2 separate regions of the Mus musculus genome follow, and region 1 is linked to region 2. A link is a contact called in public promoter capture Hi-C data. All regions are on one chromosome and are shown on one strand. Each heading gives the region's core, a stretch centred on a gene start, on an enhancer-like site or on the middle of the called end of the contact. The rest is flanking DNA. Distances are from core to core; before and after follow the strand shown. Region 1 overlaps Inpp5b (inositol polyphosphate-5-phosphatase B). Region 2 holds the start of Inpp5b (inositol polyphosphate-5-phosphatase B).

What was found. Promoter capture Hi-C pulls out the DNA fragments that hold promoters and counts their contacts.
Region 1: a promoter capture Hi-C map of liver shows a contact between it and region 2, with 2.1 times the contacts expected there. The contact joins the enhancer-like site here to the promoter of Inpp5b in region 2. A contact is called at or near these places in 16 of 39 promoter capture datasets (the 3T3-L1 cell line, 3T3-L1-derived adipocytes, the C10 cell line and 12 more), 3 of 15 datasets of contacts at CTCF or cohesin (CD8 T cells, the G1E-ER4 cell line and pro-B cells), 33 of 484 Hi-C or Micro-C datasets (the AML12 cell line, the C10 cell line, the C3H10T1/2 cell line and 19 more), 11 of 115 datasets of contacts at active chromatin or transcription factors (CD8 T cells, the HPC-7 cell line, the SCID.adh cell line and 7 more) and 4 of 9 other capture datasets (adipose tissue, embryonic stem cells, liver and 1 more).

The regions. Positions count from the first base shown.
Region 1 is chr4:124,787,713-124,792,034 of GRCm38.p6, forward strand. It overlaps Inpp5b (inositol polyphosphate-5-phosphatase B), which reads left to right. Exons shown (of 24, transcript NM_008385.4): 16 at 1,357-1,492; 17 at 3,794-3,904. Among named protein-coding and RNA genes, the nearest start is that of Mtf1, 13 kb to the right of the region's middle. Within about 2 kb of position 1,814, at least 2 of the 459 cell types and tissues checked have an H3K27ac peak or open chromatin away from gene starts, as enhancers often do. A contact at or near this core is called in liver, where this site is marked.
Region 2 is chr4:124,739,226-124,744,126 of GRCm38.p6, forward strand. Inpp5b (inositol polyphosphate-5-phosphatase B) reads left to right here and starts at 2,625. Exons shown (of 24, transcript NM_008385.4): 1 at 2,625-2,691; 2 at 3,239-3,365; 3 at 3,711-3,805; 4 at 4,411-4,508; 5 at 4,649-4,678. The coding sequence starts at 3,309. It overlaps Gm12915 (predicted gene 12915), which reads right to left. Exons shown (of 4, transcript NR_151694.1): 3 at 2,549-2,696. Gm32117 (a long non-coding RNA gene) reads left to right here. Exons shown (of 2, transcript XR_376640.4): 2 at 1-880. Mir698 (microRNA 698) reads left to right here and starts at 4,556; the gene lies at 4,556-4,664.

The DNA of each region.
Region 1 (4,322 bases), core at 564-3,063, 48 kb after region 2:
AAGCCCACTATATCTCCACATTACTTCTTTCTGACTGCCTTAGGTGTTGTTCCATTATGGTTTGATTTTCCTTTCCCTTTTTAAAAGATGTATTTGTTTTTATTTGTGTGTGTGTGTGTGTGTGTGTGTGTGTGTGTGTCTTTGTCTGCATATGTGTATGTGCACTGCATGGCCTGGTGTCTGCAGAAGCCAGAAGAGGGTGCCAGATACCCTGGAACTTGAGTTACAACTCCAACTGCTTGTAAGCCGTCGTGTGGGTGCTGGGAACTGAACCCGGGTCCTCTGTAAGAGCAGCAAGTGCTCTTAATAACTGCTGAGCAATCTCTCTGGCTCACCAATTGACTTTGAACTCTGTTTAAGGAAATGTGATGATTCCAGCTACGCTTGTACTTGGTCTTGACATATTAGTTAATATTCCCTCCCTCCCTCCCTTCCTTCCCTCCTTCCTTCCTTCCTTCCTTCCTTCCTTCCTTCCTTCCTTCTCTCCTTTCTTTCTTTTTTTTTTTTTTTTTTAAAGATTTATTTATTTATTATATGTAAGTACATTGTAGCTGTCTTCAGACACTCCAGAAGAGGGAATCAGATCTCGTTACAGATGGTTGTGAGCCACCATGTGGTTGCTGGGATTTGAACTCTGGACCTTCGGAAGAGCAGTCGGGTGCTCTTACCCACTGAGCCATCTCACCAGCCCTCTCCTTTCTTTCTTCTTAGATTTATTTATTATGTATACAGTGTTCTGTCTGCATGCATGCCTATATGCCAAAAGATGGCATCAGATCTCATTGTAGATGGTTGTGAGCTGTCATGTGGCTGCAGGGACTTGAACTCAGGATCTCTGGAAGAGCAGCTAGTGCTTTTAACCTCTAAGCCATCTCTCCAGCCCCACCGTTAAGAATTCTTTAACAATTTTGACAGTATGCCACATAAAGCTGGATATATTTGATTTGTATATCTCATTTCAACTTGCTAAGAGCTCATTGGGGTGTATATGGTTTATTATGAGACTGTGGACTGAGGCACACAAAGTCCAACAGTCTCCCAAGCAGAATTTGAACCGAGGCAGCAGAAATTCACAGCCTGTTCCCTTAAGCACTTTCTGTTAAGGACCAGAAGGTCCTTATTCTCCTGTTGCTTTCTCTCTTTCTCTCCACTTTCATCAGGACTGGGCAGAGCAGGGAGTCAGCTGAACTGCTTGTTGGAGCTTTCACAGTTGCTGTGGATGATACCCATAGGAGAGCCTTTGGCTGCATGGATGCGAAGGCTCTGCCTCGTGGCTCCCTGCCTGAGCCTTGGCAGTCACTGAACAGTGGGCCGTGATGTTTGTGTGAGCATACCAGCGTGCACTTTGTATTTCAGTGAGAAGTGTCGTGCACCGGCCTGGTGTGACCGAATCCTGTGGAAAGGAAAGAACATCACTCAGCTGAGTTACCAGAGCCACATGGCCTTGAAGACCAGTGACCACAAGCCTGTCAGCTCAGTGTTTGACATTGGGGTAGGTGGGCAGCTGGTTTTTATACCAGGGCTGCCTTTTGTCTTTCTGATCTCCTCCTCTTAGCCTTGAATATGAGGAAGCTCCTTTTAGGAATTGTGTAAGGTCCTGGAGAGATGACTCGGATATTAAAAGCCCTTGCTGCTCTTCCAGGGGCTTTAAGTTTGGTTCCGAGCGTGTTGGTCTGCTCAGAATCACCTGCAACTCCAGCTTCAGGGGATCCAGTGGCCTCTGCAGGAACTGCATGCTTGTGGTACACAGGCATACATGGAGGCAAAACACCCTCTTAGTCAGGGTCACTATTGCTGTGATAGAACAACCAAGGCAGCTTGGGGAGGAAAGGGTTGATTTAGCTTACATCACTGTTTATCAGAGGAGGAAGCTAGGACAGGAGCTCAAACAGGGCAGCAATCTGGAGGCAGGGATTTCAGTAAATGTCTGTGAAGAGACACAGTAAGGAGACTGCTCACAAGTGTGCTTTATTATTAGGGAGGTTGTTTGTTTGTTTGTTTTGATTTGATTTGTTTTCTGAAGCAGGGTTTCTCTGTGTAGCCCTGGCTGTTCTGGAATTCACTCTGTAGACCAGGCTGGCCTCAGACTCTGAGATCCCCCTGCCTCTGCCTCCTGAGTGCTGGGATTAAAGGTGTGCTCTACTCTTTTTATTGTGAACAAGAGAGGAAATATCCAGAGGCATCTGGAGTAGCCCAGAGCACAGAGAAAGAAGACTGAGCAATGTCTGGGTCAGGAATAAGGAGGAGAGCATCCTGGAGACAGTGAGATAGAAAGGGGTAGAGAACAGAGGGAAGCGAGACAGCGAGAGACAGACAGGGAGACAGGGACAGACAGGGAGACAGGGACAGACAGAGAGGCAGGGACAGACAGGGAGGCAGGCAGATCCCGGGAAGCAGATGATAGTGGGTTAATAGAAGGATGAATAGCTGGGTCAAAGAACAGGCCAACAGCCTGTTGTGGACTTTGAAATGTGTAACAGGCACTTGTGACACTCAGGGTGCCTGGATGCCAGGCTGGGCCTTGATATTCTGATAGGCACCACAGGTAGCCGTGTGTAAGGGACACTCCTTTAAGTAGAAGGGAACTGGTTTCACGAGTTCCTGAGGATGCTTTTCTGTACCACAGGAAACCCTCCTATAGTCACAGCCTGAGCTCATTGCTGGATATGTGGACTACACCTAAGATTCATTTACTAGTGTCTACTCCCAACAGCTCTTACTAGTTTTAAAAGAAGATTTATCTACTTTTAGGTGACAGGGCTCACTATGTAGTCAGGCTAGCCTCAAACTCAGAGATTCGGATAAAAGCTGATACCACCACACCAGGCAAGATTTATTTTTAATGTATGTGTATGAGAGTTTTGCCTGCATACATACATGTATGTGCACTGCCTAGTGCTCCCAGAGACCAGGAGAGGACATGAATCCCCTGCAAATAGAGTTATAGACGGTTGTTAAGCCATCATGTGGGTAAGGAAAACCAGGTCCTCTATAAGAGAGCCTGTGCTCAGAACCACCGAGCCGTCTCTGCAGCCCTAGTTCTTATCATCTTATACTTCCACCAACTACTTGTGAGCTTATTTTTCTATAACCTTGCCAATGATTTTTTTCAACCTTTTACAATGAGCAAAAGAGAGAGAGTGCCAGGGGCTTCTGTGTTGCTTTGTGCCACCTACCTGTTCTCCAAGGTGTAGGGTAGATACGGTCAGAATCTGAAGTTAGACAAGGCCCTAAGACTGGGTGTGGTGGCTCTGGATGTTAAGCTGTGAGTTGGAGGCCAGCCTTGTCTACATGCCTCCTCTGAAGGGGAGGAGAACATGGGGAGGCTAAGTAATGTTGCAATCATTTTATTGTTGAAAATAAAAAGTATTTATAATTAAAAGCCTGGCACTCTTCCTTCTTGCTGATGAGCTTGGGTTAAAAAAAGCTGAAAAATACATCTTTGTATCAGAACCAAAGGAGGAAAATCCCTCCTGTTGGCCTTTGGGTGGGGGCAAGCAGGACAGAAATAGAAACCCAGTGTCTTTTAGCCAAGACCTGAGCCCCAACAGGAGGAGCCACCAGGAGGCTCCAGGGTCCTCCTGCTGACCAGGATGTGGGCAACCTTGACATAGCTGGGGGCTTTTTCTGAGTCTGTCACTGATTGGATTAACTATTAATGAACTAAATCTACTTAGCTTTCACTTCTTAAAATGCTGTCAGTTTCTGTTTTTGATTCCCCAAGCACACTCAACACTGAGAAAGAAGAATGGGCAACAGGCTCCACACTCAGTCTCCAATGTTTCCCTCCCAGGTGAGGGTTGTCAATGAAGAACTCTACCGGAAGACCCTGGAGGAAATTGTCCGCTCCCTGGATAAAATGGAAAACGCCAACATTCCTTCTGTGACCCTCTCCAAGCGGGAGGTAGGAAAGACCCAGGCCCTCTGAGTATTAGCATCGGGGTTGGGAGTTGGCTCAGTCGGTCGAACCTGAGTTCAAGTTCTAGAACTCATGTTGGGGTGGTAGACGGCCTTTATTTCCAGAATTTGGGGAAGAGGGGGGCAGAACAAGTGGATCTTTGAATTCAGGCTAGCCTGAACTACAATGAATTCCAGAGAGTCCAGGCCAGCCAGGGCTACATACTGAGCCTGTCTCAGGACACCCCTGGGGTTCACAGGAAGATGCTTTACGCTGCAGCTGTGCAGCCCGTCTGCTCGTCTGCTGATTCTCAGGTCACGGGGCAGTTTGAGAACGGTGTTTCAGGAATGGCTTTGGATGTAGAAGATGGAAACTGTGCTGCAAGAAATGTACTTAGAAAAATATACTTGTGCGTTAGCCTGCA
Region 2 (4,901 bases), core at 1,375-3,874:
TTGGCCTCAGGTGGCTGCCTCCAGCCAGATGGGACCCTTAACTTCAACAAGGCCACTCCAAGAGTCACCAGGAACCCCCTGCCCTGGATCCCCAGTGTAGCTACAGACGCTCCTCCCTTTGCTCTGTTCCTGTCCCTGGTCCACTACCTGGGCTCAGCAGTTATCAGAGAGTGACATCTGAAAAGAATTTGTGGACACTGCAAGCCTTCACATCTCCCTGCTCCAAACCCTGGAGCTGTGTCTTTAGAGAGCATGACTTACCAAGTCCAGGTTCCCCCTTCCCCACTCACAGGGTCTGGGCCTTGAACATGGGTCCTTGTCCCCAATCCCAAGAGGAGGCTTAGACTTTTGGGGGTGGGGAGGATATACTTGTCTGACCTACATTTTGGGAAGACACCCCCCCAAATCCTGCAGGGATAGTTCGGTCTGTAAAGACCGCCTAGCCTCGCCCATTCCATCTCCCCAGCCCCTCCTCTCTAACGATCAGCTTTAAGGGGTTTTCCTGCCTTCCTTCAGTGACCTTCAGTGCCTTGATCTCTAACTAGTGCCCTTTCCCCTCATCCCCCATTTGACTTCAAAACTGCAGCCCAATCAACTTGAACTCCAGTTGTGCTGTGGATGTTTCTAGAAAGAGACAACCAGGAAGAGTCTGGGAGGAGTTTGCAACATGCAGGTTGAACTGGTTATCAGAGTTCAATTCAAAACAAAAAGGAGGGGGGCAGGTTAAAGGTTACAGGGGTGGGTGTGGGGTCAATGAGACAGTTTAGAGGTAAAAATCACTATGAGTTTGAGGCACATTTTGGGCCAGCCTGGGCTAACTAGTGAGTCCCTATCTCAAAACAACAGCAATAAAAAGTTACAGTGGCCATCCATTCTGCAACACTGGCCCAACTGCTTGCTTTTTTTTTTTTTTTTTTTTTTTTTTTGATTTTTCGAGACAGGGTTTCTCTGTATAGCCTTGGCTGTCCTGGAACTCACTTTGTAGACCAGGCTGGCCTCGAACTCAGAAATCCACCTGCCTCTGCCTTCCGAGTGCTGGGATTAAAGGCGTGCACCACCACGCCCGGCGAGAAGCAATCTTAAATCAGTAAAGCTAACTAATTGGGGTGAACATGTTCTGAGATGGAGATGTGGCTCAGTCATGGAGTGTTTGCTTGGCAGCTGTGAGGCCCTGGGTTCCGGTTCCTAGGCTCCATCCTCAGGACTGCTCAAAATAAATAAATGAAAGTCTCAGAGCCACTATACCAGAAACTGCACAGGAGTGTAAGGGCAAGATTCAGCCCAGTCCTCAGGGATCCAGCTTACCGAAATAGTCAGCAGTTGAGAAAAAACCAACCATTCTAGACTCTCTCGTCTGAGCTAGCTTCTTTTGTCCTGTCTTGAGTTATATATAGTCTTTTTTTTTTTTTTTTTTTTTTTTTTTTTCCGAGACAGGGTTTCTCTGTATAGCCCTGGCTGTCCTGGAACTCACTTTGTAGACCAGGCTGGCCTCGAACTCAGAAATCCGCCTGCCTCTGCCTCCCGAGTGCTGGGATTAAAGGAGTGTGCCACCATCCCCGGTTTAGCTATATATAGTCTTTACCTAGAAGGGAACAATGGAGTCTGGAAGAGAATAGTTCCTGTCAGGGTAAATGGCCAATAGAATGTGGCTAAGGGGCTTGAGGACAAAACCTGCTCAGGGCTGTCTATCTGGGCATTGCGGTGAGATGTCTCCTTAGTTAAGAGAACATATTGCTCTTTCTTGGGACCCAGTTCCCACCACACACATCAGGTGTCTCACAGCCTCCTGTCACCAGCCCCGAGGATCTGATGACCTCTGGCCTTCTTAGGTGAGCGTGCACACACACACACACACACACACACACACACACACACACACACACACGGTGCACATAAATTCATGCAAGCACACACACATACACACAAAAAATTAAAAACTAACAGATCTTTAAAGAAATAAAGAGCCAAGAGGGCCACATCGTCCTCCGCTGTTAAGAAGAGTCCTCCGCGCTGCCTGGTGGTTGTCATTACTGTGTCACAGATAAAGATGCCACACATTTCAAGTTCCATTGACAGAAAAGCTAGATAGGTCTTAAGAACATTTAGCAGTTCCTAGACGGGAAAATGACACAGGAATTGGAGTTGGACTTCCCTCTGGGCACCCAGCACTTATTGGCTACGGACTTTGTCAAACAGTTTTGTCTCTCTGTTCCTCCGTTTCTCCACCTGGCAAGTGGAGAAGGTGACATACATGAAGCCAGGGCACGGTAGTTATCTGGAAGTGTTTCAGAATAATAGAAAGCTGTCCCTTTCTGCATGTGAAGAGTTGAGGATGGACTTAACTTGAAAATAAAAGTTAACATCATTTTTTCCGTTAGGGTAACATGACCACTTCCTTCTGCCTTGGACATGGGCCTTGGCCCTTTGATTTAGTGGGCTGAGAAAGGCGTTCCTCACGCAGGCTTTCCAGAACTGGGACGCCCGAGTATGCTTGAATACAGACTGTAGATTCTAGATTTTTAAATAGAGTAAGGGCGGGGAGACCCACCTACTCGTCCATGTCCGACTCGGGCATGCTGGGACTTGCAGGCTGGCTGTCCGTCCTGTGACGCCAGGGCCGCTGGGAAATGTAGTCCTTAATCTGCCCTGGAACGGAGGTGTCCTGCAGGCCCACCGGTGACAGCTCGGGAGGTAGGCTGCAATGACAAGGATCTGAAATAAGTGCAGAGTGGGAGGGGGCTTGCAAGCTGGTTGCTGGGGCCCTTGTCCTGTGGGTGCCAGAATGGACACTCCTAACCTGCTGCTGATGCAACGGGGCCTGTTGGGTGGGGTGAGGGGCAAGGAGCAACGGGACACCCACAGGCTCCGAGGAAAGAGCAGCGGGGCTGGGTTATTTCTCCAGAATAAGACCCTCCTAGCTGAGACTGAGGCGAAGGCTGTCTCCCTACCCCTATTTGGACACACCACCAACCTTTCCCAGAGAAGAGCCAGATGGACCACAACTGCTCCCTGAAGAGGGCATCAGAGCTGTACCCAGAAGCAAGGAGACCAGAGAGCATACTGAACTCCACTGGGAACATCTGGGGCGACACCGAGCAAGGGGCAAAGGGGTAGAAACCCATTTTCTGGAAACGTTGAGAGACCCATTGTAGGAAAGACGGGGAAGGCCAGAAGGAGAAGAGAGATGACCAGGCTCTCTCTTTTCCCTCCACAAAGGCCCCTTTCTTCATCCCCACAGCCCCCCGAAGCAGCTCTAATACGGAATGGGAGGTTCCCACCTGCCCTACCCCAGGGTTTGACAGCTCAGCATGGACCAGTCTGTGGCAATCCAGGAGACCCTGGTTGAGGGGGAATACTGCGTCATCATATCCTTCCCAGTTGTAGGTTGCCATCCAGATCGTGCCTGCTTCAGCCTTGGGAGGTGGGATGGAGGGTGTGGAAAAATTTCTCTCGAAGCCATATGGGAAAAGGTAAACCAATATTTACCAAGTATTCACTTGGCTCTGGTCTCTCTACCAGGTGCTTTACATAGGTAGCTATTTTCTCAACCAGCTGCAAAGTTGGAGACTATTATACCCATTTTGCAGATGAGGAAAACTCAGAGAGGTGAAGTCGTTTGCCAGTGGGAGAGGGAAAGGCAGCGTGGTGGAGTGGGCCGGATGGGGAGTTTCGCCCTTTGGCTTTCAGTTTCCCTTCACTCTGAGCAGCAGGCAGTCCAAGGTGTGCTGTGTAAGGGAGATAGCCGGCAGAGCCGCCTGCTCGGGCTGGTGAGGTACCGGCTGGAAAATGACGCCCAGGAGCATGCGTAAGTAGGGCTCAGACTGCCTGTGTGGGCCATGGGTGGTTCTTCAGTATCCTCCAGCTGGACTTCAGTCATTCTGTCTGAGTCTCCTAGACTAATTAACACAATGATAGTGTTCTGGAACACCGTGTTCTAAGCCTTTAATAATCAGCAAGATGTGATGTGGAAGCTTTTAGAGGAGAGGCAGTTATATCAAACTTGGCCAGATTTTGAGTTTGTGTGAGTGCCCGAGTTTAAATCCGGATGCTGCAATCCTATGCAAATTGTTCTTCATAGCTCCATTTACCCAGAGTAAAGTACAGAGGGTTGAACTGGGAACGAGCGAGCACATGCACCAGGAAGCTGAGGCAGGACTGTCACAAATTCCAGGCCATCCTGGGCTACATTCTAAGCACAGCCTAGGCTACAGAGTGAGACCCTACCTCAAAAAGGGAAGGGATGGGGTTGAAGAGATGGTTGGAATGTGTACTGCTCTTGCATCACTGGACACTGTGCATGGAAAGGGCCTGAGCCATGCGTATGGCTAGGGCACTGCCAGCTAAGCACTAGGGACCCACAGGTGACCACAAGCACTCTAAGCTGGGCCTTCCACTCATTTCTGCCCTTAGTCTCTTCCTGTATACACACCGGAGGATGGCCATCACAGGAGACGATGTATCTCTGGACCAGATAGTGCCACTCTCAAAAGATTTTATGCTGGAAGAAGGTGCCAGTTGGGCCGGGTGGTATGCTCTCCTCTGGGTGGCCCCCAACTCATCTCTGCCCTCACTGTAAGGGAGGGTGGTGGCTATGTGGGTGGGACAGGGATGTTCAGTTGCTAAAGACATTCTCGTTTCCTTCCCTCAGTGTCCCCAGATGGTGAACTCTACATCCTTGGTGAGTAGCCCTTTCAATCTGGGTCCCTGTTAGGTCAATGGGACAGGTTCCAAAGACAGAAAGATGAACGAGAACATGCCTGGATGGGAGTGATGCTAGGTGCCTGAAATCCTAGCATGTGGGAGGCTTGAGGCAGGGGGATTGCCTTGAATTTGAGGTCAGTCTGGACTTACATTGTGAGTTCTAGGCAAGCCGTAGACTGACAACAAACCAAAAGAGAAAA